Regions from separate parts of the Sus scrofa genome. Here region 1 is linked to region 2. The links are chromatin contacts, called in public Hi-C maps. All regions are on one chromosome and are shown on one strand. The core of a region is the stretch at or near the end of the contact, and the rest is flanking DNA. Distances in the headings are between cores, read along the strand shown. Region 1 overlaps GATB (glutamyl-tRNA(Gln) amidotransferase subunit B, mitochondrial). Region 2 has its middle 270 kb from the start of GATB.

Region 1 (2,700 bases), core at 133-2,632, 280 kb before region 2:
GTTGGGTCTGTATGAACATTCCAGACAGGTCTCTCCAGGTTCCTGTAAGTGTGCTTAGTCCCTCTGAAACCCATGTATCCTGCACAATATGTAGATGGCTTGGTGCACACATACTCCCTATTCTGTCTCTTCCTATCCTGCTCTTCCCCCAGAAATTTTCTATATTATCTTAATTTTTGTCAACATGCATTTAGTTTTATTTCAATTATTGCAACACATGAGATTCCACATCTATAGTATTGATGAATTCCTTCTTTTTAAAGACTGGAAGCACAACTTGTAACTGAGAAGAATTAAAGAACTTCTCAAATTCTGCATTCACAAAAACCTTATTCAATGTATTTTTGCAGTTTCATTATAGGAGAGAAAAAAATACTTTCCATTCACTGTGAGACAATCTCATTTATGAAAAGAATAGAAACAATGTGTCCGGACATTTTCCCTCTGTTCCAACATAAAAGCAAAAAAAAAAAAAAAAGCAACTTAATCTCAGGAAAAACTGAGTATCAGACACATGTCTTTTTCTGTAGTTAAAAAGAACCTATTTAGGTCTTAAATAGTCAAATATAAACAGCGGTTCAGAGAATACTGAAAAAGAAGGAAGATCTCTTGTATTGGCTGCATCCTACTAGGTCTAAACACACATGTTCAACATAAAACATCTCCACAAATAGGTGGTGATTTCTGGCCAATAACATTAAGCCACCGCCATTCAGAGTTTGCAGGCAAAAGCTTCTTTTAACCTTTAGAACACTGCTGGCCCATAGTAGCGCTAAATTAGTGTCAGCTAACTAAGATCCCACTTCTACTGCTACGGACCCTGCTAATAGCCACTGCTGCTATTAGTTAAGGTGACTGAGTCCACTCTTCAGTCTTGTGCAGCCCTCGATTCAAGAAAACCCTATTTTACACTCGCGAACTACCCCAAAATGCCCGTGTGTCTTAAGACTGTGGTTTCTGTGTGGGGCGGGGCTGATAGAGAACCAGCATCGAGCTCCCACTTAGCTTTCAGGGCTGCAACTTACAGCCCAACACCCTCCCGCCGACCAAAACGTCTCGAGTGAAGACTGGACTGTAGTGGGCATCATTTTCCTAGCCTCGCAGTTCCACCTCACACTTAAGTGTGCAGTAAAGGTATGAAATAGTATATATACCCTTTCCTTGGCTTCTGGGCCGTGATGAGGGGCTGCTGAGCCACTGAGCTCTGTCCCCTTTTCCCGCTGGCCGTGGACCCAGCTGGAAACCGTTTCTCGTGGCGAGAACAGTCGCCAATCCGAGGGAAAGCCCAACGCCTTCCAGGACAGCACCAGCGTAGCATGGGCGCCGCCATTGCCGCGCCAAGGTCCTGGTCAGGTGACACAGCCGCCCTCTGCCGCAAGGCTGTCTGGGAAGCGTAGTTCTGGAAATGGATCAAATGTTATAGGCTCAGACCGGAAGACTACTATTCCCAGGAGCACTGCGATTCAAAAGCTTCCGGAACCGGGCGGGGAGGGGACGGAAGGGAGGAAGAAATAGAGAAGACAGGGGGAGGGTTTATGGGTCGGAAGGTGTGACTCCTCCTAGTGGGGAGTTGGAGAGCTTTGTATCTCTGAGCACCTGTTTGAGTGAGAACAGGTGGTGCCAAAGCACTAAAGTTGAGAAAGCTGGTGAGGATTTTATACCCCAGTTAACCTTTGGGGCTGAAGTAAATGACCTTGACATCTCCGGGAAGACTTTCCAAACCCCCCAAACCCACTGAGTTATTTTTTTCTGTTTACTTTTCCACTTCACATACTAATCTGTACATTCCTGCAACAATTACTTATTTGCATGCCTACTAGTTGGGCTGCACCCCACAGGCTTACAAGCCCGGTGCTTGCCAAGCTTCAGGACAGAATGCAGAGCTGAGAGTCAGCAACAGAGATATCAATGGTTTAATGGATGGGGGAGCTTACCCATTTGAAGCAAGGTCCTGGAGCGACACCCCACCGTGTGTGGTGATGTGGCCAGCCAACTTCACTCCTAGAGGGAAGGGAGATTGCCAGTTATAGGGAAAATTACCACAGATTGGATCATTAGTTACCAGGGAAACTGGCCGAGGGGCACGCCCCTCACTGTGCCTTTGATAAGAACAATCACCAGCTGGAGCCTGGGGAGAGTATGTAGGAAGTTCAGTCCTGTGAGTGGGTGTGGATGAAGCAGGCACTGGTCGGCAGGGGATGTATAGAGAGTAAGAGGACAACCATCTTGAGTGGCCTGACCATACACACTACTCTATGCCAGGCACAGTTCTTAGAATTCAGCAGTGAGCAAGGTGGTTATGGCCTCTGTGCTCATGGAGCTTACATACTTGGCAGATGAGATGACAGAAAAGTGAACAAAAATAGTATACTTTCACAAAAGAAGGGTTATATTTCAGCATGTTACCAGAAAGATGTTACCGGAATCCAGGTTCTTGTTCACAGAGCTAAAGAATGAACTTCACGAACACACAGGCAGCAAGCAAGCAATCAAAAGTCTTTATTACAGGAAAGCAAACAGCTCCCAGCACAGACACTGGGAAGGGGAGGAAGAGTCCCCCTTTCTATTGTTCTATGGAGGTTTTTATCTCTTAAAGACAGGGGTACCAATGTGGGGTCCAGATACCAGTTCTTTTTCCCATTAGCCTTGCCCAGTTTACCTATATCAGGCCTCATCCCATAGGCACTTGAGAGTTAGAGT
Region 2 (2,700 bases), core at 60-2,559:
AGGTTTCAGTGACTTGATAATTTCCTTGCCTTTAATAAGCGAATTAGTCCAGGAGCTCCCGTGGTGACACAGCAGAAACAAATCTGACTAGTATCCATGTGGATGAGGGTTTGATCCCTGGCCTCGCTCAGTGGGTTAAGGATCTGGCGTTGCTGTGAGCTGTGGTGTAGGTCACAGACGTGCCTTGGATCTGGCACTGCTGTGGTTGTGGTGGAAGCCGGCAGCTGTAGCTCCCATTTGACCCCTAGCCTGGGAACTGCCATGTGCCCAGGGTGCAGCTCTAAAAAGACCAAAAAAAAAAAAAAAAAAAAAAAAAAAAAAAAAAAAAAAAAGTGACAGAGAGAATTAGCCCACACATGAAGTATTTCCTTGCTCTGGCATCAGTCCAGATGCACGGAACTGTGACTGCCAGGGGATCTGCAAACCCCCAGACCAGGGCTTGCTCAGATGGATGTCACCATCTCTGGGGCATCCGCTCCCCAACTTCCCCCTCTGTGCGTGATATTCCCAATCTTATATCTCAGGGGTTCCTCTGGTGAGGAAAGTGAGGCTTAGAAGGGGTAACGACCCACCAAGATCTCCATGGAGGGCTCCGAGGGTCCCCTCCATGTCCTTGGATGCTGCAGGAGCTCAAAGAGCCGAGCTGCCTGCAGCGGCCCCCACGGCTTTGGGAGGCCTGGAGCACTGGCACCTGCGGCTGACCGCGTCGGAGCCGGAGGACAGTGACATTCAGTAGGGGGCACCCGAGAGCCCAGATGGCCGGGAGCAGCCCTCCCTCCAGGCCCCGCCGCCGACCGGGAAGGACTTGGAATTTAATCCTCCGCATTCCATTCTGGGTTCCTGTGACATAATAAAGCCCTAGGAGGGATCTCGAGTGACTCGTCAGCAGAACCCGCAGCGGGATTTTCTATAGATAGCCAGGGCGTGTCTCGAGCTTCGTCCGCGCTGCGGGAGGAAGGTTCTTTTCTGCCTGGGCTGGGCAGTACTGTGGGCGGCAGGTGGGAGGCTTCGGGGACCCGCCAGGCCCTGGGGCCCCGGGGGACTTGGTCAGGCAGCAGGGGAGGGGGCCCCCCAGAGATCCCAGGCCAGGCCCGGGAATTCCAACTATGGCGTTTTGGAGAAAACTATTTAGTTATTTGCCCTCACTGACCTCAATCCATGTTGGGACTGCGGCTGCAATGAGATGTCCCAAATACTGAGCCTCAAGCAGCCTTTGATGCTGGCTCTGAAAAGATTCCGTGGCCTGAGCCAGGCTCTCATGGGCGAGAGAGGCGTGTTTGGAATGTGGGTGTGCGGTGTTGTGATTGGAGGTTTGGGGTTTCAGAGTTCCTTAATTTGCATGGCCATGCAGCAGGGTTATTACTGTTCACAATAGAGGGTTGGAATTTGAAACTCTGTTTACTTTTCCAGATGCCAAACAGGCAGCATTCCTATCAAGAATGTCCTGTAAAGACCAGCATGATAGTATAGAATCCTATTAGTGTGTGTGGGTGTATGTATATATATATGTGTATATATATATATACACATATACATATATATATATTTTTTCATCTTGACTGCTGGTGGAGAGGAATTCTCAGAAGCCATGCATATATTTTACATAAAATAATAGCTAAGCTGCCAAGGGCTTTAATGATATAATTTCATCTTGGGATTCTGCGCTCTTTGGTTTATGCTGCCTGCCATCAGAACCCTGAGACAGAATTAATTCATGTAACTGGGACAAGCCCAATTGCTGTGTTGCCATTCCACTTATAAGTGAACTCAACTATTTTAATTGCCCAAACATTTGGTGGGTAGGGTATGAGGTGGAGAGAAGTATGTCAGATGTATTCATTAGCTGCAGAATAAATTCCTCAGAGGCAATACACTGTTGTTGTTCAAAATAAGAACATTCTGGTCTAATAGCTTGGGTTTGCATCCTGACTTGGGCCTAAAATTGTGAAAACCTGGGAGTTCCCTGGTGGCTCAGTGGGTTAAGGACCTGACATTGTCACTGCTTGTTGTTCTGGTTACTGCTGTTTCTCAGGTTCCATCCCTGGCCCAGGAAATTCTGCAGGCCATGGGCACAGCCAAATGAAACAAAAGCTGTGAAAACTTGAGTTAGTGATCATCCCTGAGCCTCCATTTACTCGTTTGGGATACTGGTTGCCTGCTTCTCAGGGTTGTTGAGAGGATTCAGTGCTGTCAGAACGGATGCGGTGGATGAATACAAGGTCTCTGAAAGACCCTGGCTATAGTGCCTGGAGCACTGTAGCTGTTGATACATGGCTGCTGTTTTATTAGCTCCACAACCACAGCCAAACATCCCTGAAACTGTTCCCTGACACCATGGAGGTCCAGGAATCTTAGCCACTTCCAGCCAGGAGCTTCTCTTTTTAGCCCCCGAATTCCCTAGATGCTCCACATTCGTGAATTGTATTATTCCCAGCCAGAGCGAGCAGGGTGGCGGCCCCCACCCTGTCTGGAATCCCAGAGCACCTCTGGGATTCTGACCCAGCACAGCTGCCTGTTGCAAATAATTCCGGAAATATGAAGCAGGACATATTGCGGTTCCATAGAAAGGTCTGAGCAGTGGACTTCATGCGTCTGTCATGGATCTGCCTTCTCCAGCAGAGGAATGAAAACAGGGCTTGGCTTAGAAGAATATTGCCCTCCTGCCCCACCAGACAATGAGCAGGAGCCCCTGAAATGCAA

Evidence for each region. Hi-C and Micro-C count contacts between places; a contact is called where the count stands out from the background.
Region 1: a Hi-C map of embryonic fibroblasts shows a contact between it and region 2, with 2.1 times the contacts expected there. The contact joins two enhancer-like sites. A contact is called at or near these places in 3 of 47 Hi-C or Micro-C datasets (embryonic fibroblasts, fetal heart ventricle and heart right ventricle) and 1 of 2 datasets of contacts at active chromatin or transcription factors (alveolar macrophages).

Annotation. Positions count from the first base shown.
Region 1 is chr8:77,236,618-77,239,317 of Sscrofa11.1, reverse strand. It overlaps GATB (glutamyl-tRNA(Gln) amidotransferase subunit B, mitochondrial), which reads right to left. Exons shown (of 15, transcript XM_021101518.1): 2 at 1,935-2,001; 3 at 1,155-1,399. The coding sequence starts at 1,330. Among named protein-coding and RNA genes, the nearest start is that of GATB, 16 kb to the right of the region's middle. Within about 2 kb of position 1,382, at least 52 of the 83 cell types and tissues checked have an H3K27ac peak or open chromatin away from gene starts, as enhancers often do. A contact at or near this core is called in embryonic fibroblasts, where this site is marked.
Region 2 is chr8:76,955,535-76,958,234 of Sscrofa11.1, reverse strand. No RefSeq gene overlaps it. Among named protein-coding and RNA genes, the nearest start is that of GATB, 270 kb to the left of the region's middle. Within about 2 kb of position 1,309, at least 63 of the 83 cell types and tissues checked have an H3K27ac peak or open chromatin away from gene starts, as enhancers often do. A contact at or near this core is called in embryonic fibroblasts, where this site is marked.